2 separate regions of the Salmo salar genome follow, and region 2 is linked to region 1. A link is a contact called in public Hi-C data. All regions are on one chromosome and are shown on one strand. Each heading gives the region's core, a stretch centred on a gene start, on an enhancer-like site or on the middle of the called end of the contact. The rest is flanking DNA. Distances are from core to core; before and after follow the strand shown.

Region 1 (3,084 bases), core at 344-2,843:
ACAGTGAACACATTTGGTGAAAATCTACATGGCTCATGAAGGATTGGTCATTCGAATAATATTAACGTTAAAAGTCAATGTATGTGGAACGTTTTCATAAGCAAAGACCAAGGAAAATCATGAAGCCATGGCGATTAAAGCTAACTAATGCCAGCTAACTAGCTTAACTTACCAACTACAGCTGGCATATGGAACTAAACTAGACATGTTTGCATGAGAAATGTAACTGTACAAATATTGTACAATTAGCTATGACGTCTCTCCACATACATCTCCGATATTAAACTGTCCAAAATAATGAAAATGTATATTACCTTATGTGTGGGATTCCAACTCCTCCTTGTAATATTTTGTACAGCTTGCTTTCATATAACAACTGTGGGTGTCTGGCTTTCTGAGATTCCAATTTTACAGCTACCTCCTGTAAAACAAAATGATCAGTAAGTTAGCAAACGTAGTAGTCCACCTAGTTAGTAACATACTTTAGACTAGCCACGTTAGCAAGGCAACGTTTAGTTATTAACGTTAACTAGGTACTTTAGTTTAAGATGCATCAATTCAATCGTTATTTACTAACTAGGTACAACAACCGTGTTATTTCTAAGAAACGAACGTTATGTAGTTCGTTACATGTTTTAGTGTGGCCAATATCGACAAGTATCTTAGATGACAGTTACCTAGCTAGGCTAATGTTAGCTGGGTATTCATTGAACATCGTTGGCCAACATTTCAGCTAACTTAGCTAGCTAACGTTAGGAAGGCTAACTAAGCAATCTTCTATTCAATCTCGGAGTCGGCTTGACTGTTGGTTAACACAGCGAACAATTAGTTACGCACTAGTTTAATGTTTATTACCTCTCCATTTGTGATGTTGATCGCCAGGTATATGTCACCAAATGATCCAGATCCAATTTTTCTGACAAGTTTGTATTTTCCCCCGACAATGAATTCGGCTTTTGAGCCGCTGCTACTTGCCATATCCTCAAAATCACGAGCAACCCCAATCAGTTTAAAATAGTATTCTCTGGGACTGCTCCGTCGGTTCCCCTACTCGGCCAGCTCGTTATCAGAACATATCGTGAACATACAATCCTGGTTGGTCGTGGGCTATGTACTTGAAACAATGATGTTAGCGAACTAGGATAGACTTTGTTTATTTTCATGCGTTATTCACTAACTAGGTAGTAAAAAAAAACATACAAAATAAACCCAACACATATCACGAAAAAGGCCAAACAATTATTCTGAAAACACTTCTAATGTGCCGTGTTTGTCCGTCGCCCAGAGTGCCTCGTCGCTAGCCCGCTAGCGTCGAGCTATCGAAATGACACCAGTGGTACTGCGAAACCCCGTTCGATAATCTGTTTGTACCACCTCCGCGAGAGGGGCAATATTGTTCTTGTTTGTAAAATTTTCGATGAAAGTTACAGCTTTTATGTGATTCTCCTTTGTTCGTATTCAATTTTACGGAAACCTAGGGTCGCTGCTTTCCTTCAAAGCGCAACCCACTCACTCCGCCATTTTCTTGTCACTACTCCACAAGAATCCACCGTCCGTCTCGAGGTGATTACCTAGCTAGCTTAGCTTCAGAACAAGGCGCAGGCGGGCGCGAGGAACACTGGGGGGCGCGAGCGCAGAGGACGCCTTGTGACGTTTTGAATTTGCGCTTACGAAAGAGAGCCTTGCCTAGTAAGTGCGCGTGAGGAAAATAAAGAAACATTTTAGCATGTTACAACGTTCAATGTATGCATTGTAATTAGTGTGCAAGATATCAAGTACTTTCCACTGATGTTTTCAGATCAAAAGCCGCACTCTACCTTTTCATCTAATGTTCGGGACACATTTCAAATCTAAGCGAATGTTATGCCATGGATCATATAGCCAAAGCCTATGCGTTGGGACTTGGCATTAAATAACACATTTTTAACGGATCTCGGTTTAATTTTGGTGACAGTTGTTTCTACATAGGCTACTATATTGACAGCGTCATTGTAATAAGTGTCACCAGTGTTTCAACGGTTCACTGATGCCATCTATTGCCTCACTGACTCCGATCTTTTTAGTGAAACAAATCCTAGCCTGTTTGACATTATCCTCCCTCTTAACACTTATTAGGTTGTATTCTCCTGCTCAGACATTGCTGACGCATACCATATCTTGCAACGCCTGGATAGGTATTTTACATATCAGCTAATCACATAAGTTATAGCATTCTGGTGCCATTGAGGAAGTTAAACAAAGAACAGTCATTTGTGTTGGTAATATTATTTCTCGTCAAGAGCACAGCTAGAAAACAATAAGGTATTTAAAGAAGTGAAACCTATGGAAGCTGTCCCCCCCCAAACAAATCTGTCTAGGAGTTATGCAATAGTAAATCACAATTATGAGATAGTAAGTCATAATTATGAGATTGTAAGTCATATTTATGATAGAGTGATAATAATGAGATTCGAAGTCATAATTATGAGATATGTAAGTCATAATAATGAAATACCATGTCATAATTATGAGATAGTAAGTCATATGAGATAGTAAGTCATAATTATAAGATCGTAAGTCATTATTATGAGATAGTAAGTCGTAATAGTGCGATACTAAGTCATTATAGTTACGTGATAGTAAGTAAAATCAATCAAATCAAATGTGTCACATGCTTCATAAACAACAGGTGTAGACTAACAGTGAAATGCTTACTTATGGGCCTTTCCCTACCATGCAGAGAGAAAAAAAGAGAAATCATAGAAAAATAGACAAATAATAACACGAAGAATAAATACACAATGAGTAACAATAACTTGGCTATATACACGGGGTACCAGTGCCGAATCGATGTGCAGGGGTACGAGGTAGTTGAGGTACTGTAGATATGTACAATGCCTTCAGAAAGTAGGTCCTATTCACACCACTTTACTTTTTTCACATTTTGTTGTGTTACAGCCTGAATTTCAAATTGATTAAATTGAGATTCTGTCACTGGCCTACACACAATACCCCATAATGTCAAAATGGAATTATGTTTTACTTTTTTTTTTACAAATTGATAAAAATGAAAAGCTGAAATGTTTTGAGACAATAAGTATTAAA
Region 2 (3,084 bases), core at 250-2,749, 42 kb before region 1:
CTGTGGCCTTCACCAAGTGAGTCCATAGGCAAATTCTATCATTATAATTAAACTCTTTATGACAATACATTACATATCTCATTAAGTCTTATTTTGAGGCCTAGCTTTACTCAAATACAGTGGTTAGAATCTCATGGTTTGCGGACCACATCAGGTCTGCAAGTAGGGTTGCAAAATTCCAGTAACTTTCCCAAAATTCCCAGATTTTCAAAAAATCCTAGTTGAAGGATTTCCAGGAATCTTACTACCGCGATTTCTGGAAAACCTGGGAAATGTAACAGATTTTTGCAACCCTACCTGCAAGTCACATTATTCTGGCTTGCAAAGTGATGTGTAATTCCTATTGGAATCCTTCCAGAGTTAGGATATCCAACAGTTTAAATTTGTATTCACCAGCAACCTGCATTCATAATGTCTGCCAGGGCCAGGAACCGTGGGAGGAGACTACCTAAGCCATTTAAACTGGAATAACCATTTCAATAACAGTTTCAACAATTCTAACTAAATGATTGGATTAGTTTAAAAATGTATGTGATTGATCTTATGCTACCCAAAGATAAATAAATCACTCAATGTACATGCAAAAACACAGATATACAGTATATATTCTTTCCAAAGAATCTACCTGCAGTAGAGTATACAGGGAAAAATGTCATTCGTTATCCTAACTTTTTTTTTTTTATTTAGTTGGTGTGACTTCTCATTTAGTTTTGAGTCAGTATCACATAAACATGTAAGTAATAGTGACTTTGAGTTCAACTTACTAGAAGTATTTGAGTTAGAAATAGCTTTGGGTTTACAGTATAATAGTAAAATGTTTTTAACAAGGAGCATGGGAAACAGGAAATGAATACAGAATGTGATGTTTGTTTTGTGTTGGTCATTAACAGTGTCTGTGGTATATCAGTATCATTAGACACAGAGCATGGGAGAGTGTTGTGTTTGTTAATAATGTTTTCTCAGCCTGTAGATATCTGTTTGGGTAAGACATCCGGGGTCCTGGATGAGACCTGTATATACAGTGCATTCAGAAAGTATTCACACGCACCCCTTGACTTTTTCCACATGTTGTGTGTTATGCAGCCTGAATTTAAAATGGATTAAATTGAGATTTTGTGTCCCTGGCCTACACACAATACCCCTTAATGCCAAAGTGGAATAATGTTTTTAGAAATGTTTCCAAATGACCCTGGCTGCTGCAACACCTCACTTTAGTCTCTGGTAGACTCCCAGCACGTTATTTAGACAACACGGCAGCCCTTCTTTGTGACTGCTCTTGAGTTTTTCTGACTTCTCCTTCACCTTCGCGCCCTTTTCCCTTTTATGTCAGTCAGCAGCATTCTGTGACTAGAAAAGGGAATGTATGCAGCCAGCCAACAAGACAGCCAGGGAGCAAGAGGGAGAGGTGGAGGAGGGGCATGCACGTTGAGAGCAGAGACAAACTATCTGCCTCCCTGCAAGAGTGAATGCTTATCGAAAGTACAGCTACATTTTCCGGCTCAGAATTCCTTATAAGGGCAGAGGGAGGCTCCAGAAGAGGGGGTTGAGACAACCTAGAGCTCTTTCGTCTTGGGAGAGCTCCAAAATGCTCTGGAATTCTCCCCTTGTTTCTTCTTTATTTTCTTCACCTCTTTTTGGTTTTGCTTTCCCTCTTTGGACTAAACTGAAAACTCCTTCAGTTAGATTACAGGAGATTTATTGTACTCCTAAAAAAAAACTCATCATAGTAGCTTTTGGAGACTTAGTTTTGACTCTTGTCTGTGAGAACAACATAGAGCATGGCTCTGTGTAGGTCATCGTCACTAAGCTAGTCAGTATCTCTACAGGCCATGCCAAAATTAGACACCGCTATTCATGAGCCAATACTGTTATGTCCAGTTCCTGTGTGTGTCTGTGTGAAGTCTTGTGAGTCTGCTGTCTGTCTGCTGGAACTAGTGTTGAACTGTTCTCTTATATATCTATTATATTTCAATGTGGGGTAAACAGCAGAGGTCTGCCGGGACATACTGAACTAAAGAGCAGGACATGCACTGTATCCCATAGGTGAGTATCACATGCAGTCTGCCACAGTTACATCAACATAATCTTTCTCAGAGGTCAGAAATCATAGCTGTGATAGACAGATGATGTCACTTCTTAGAAATGTTAATAAGAATGCTTTCATGTAGAGTCTGGTGTGTCACTGTGAGTATCACAACTCCCATTTCTCATCCTGGGTCAACTCCCATCCCCACATTCTGGGTCAACTCCCATCCCTCACCCTGGGTCAACTCCCATCCCTCACCCTGGGTCAACTCCCATCCCTCACCCTGGGTCAACTCCCATCCCTCACCCTGGGTCAACTCCCATCCCTCACCCTGGGTCAACTCCCATCCCTCACCCTGGGTCAACTCCCATCCCTCACCCTGGGTCAACTCCCATCCCTCACCCTGGGTCAACTCCCATCCCTCACCCTGGGTCAACTCCCATCCCTCACCCTGGGTCAACTCCCATCCCCTGGGTCAACTCCCATCCCCCATCCCGGGTCAACCCCCATCCCGGGTCAACTCCCATCCCTCACCCTGGGTCAACTCCCATCCCTCACCCTGGGTCAACTCCCATCCCTCATCCCGGGTCAACTCCCATCCCACATCCCGGTTCAACTCCCATCCCACCCGGGTCAACTCCCATCCCACATCCCGGGTCAACTCCCATCCCACACCCCGGTTCAACTCCCATCCCGGGTCAACTCCCATCCCGGGTCAACTCCTTTTCCTCGCCCTGGGTCAACTCCCATCCCTCGCCCCGGGTCAACTCCCATCCCTCACCCCGGGTCAACTCCCATCCCTCATCCCGGGTCAACTCCCATCCCACATCCCGGGTCAACTCCCATCCCCACATCCCGGGTCAACTCCCATCCCACATCCCGGGTCAACTCCCATCCCTCATCCCGGGTCAACTCCCATCCTTCATCCCGGGTCAACTCCCATCACTTATCCGGGGTCAACTCCCATCCCTCAAGGGCACAGTCAGTACGTCTGTCTAAGTTGGCTGAAAGTCACTGAGGGGAAGGCTGTTTATCAGATCCAAGAAAATTAGTTTGAA

The links. A called contact is a pair of places that touch in the nucleus more often than the background predicts.
Region 2: a Hi-C map of gill shows a contact between it and region 1, with 2.4 times the contacts expected there. The contact joins the enhancer-like site here to the promoter of LOC106611977 in region 1. A contact is called at or near these places in 3 of 3 Hi-C or Micro-C datasets (blood, gill and muscle).

The regions. Positions count from the first base shown.
Region 1 is chrssa09:78,253,193-78,256,276 of Ssal_v3.1, reverse strand. It overlaps LOC106611977 (casein kinase I), which reads right to left and starts at 1,593. Exons shown (of 11, transcript XM_014212709.2): 1 at 856-1,593; 2 at 315-421. The coding sequence starts at 978.
Region 2 is chrssa09:78,295,331-78,298,414 of Ssal_v3.1, reverse strand. LOC123744795 (tetra-peptide repeat homeobox protein 1-like) reads left to right here. Exons shown (of 3, transcript XM_045724980.1): 3 at 2,190-3,084. The coding sequence ends at 3,025. Among protein-coding and RNA genes, the nearest start is that of LOC123744795, 9.2 kb to the left of the region's middle. Within about 2 kb of position 1,499, at least 10 of the 13 cell types and tissues checked have an H3K27ac peak or open chromatin away from gene starts, as enhancers often do. A contact at or near this core is called in gill and muscle, where this site is marked.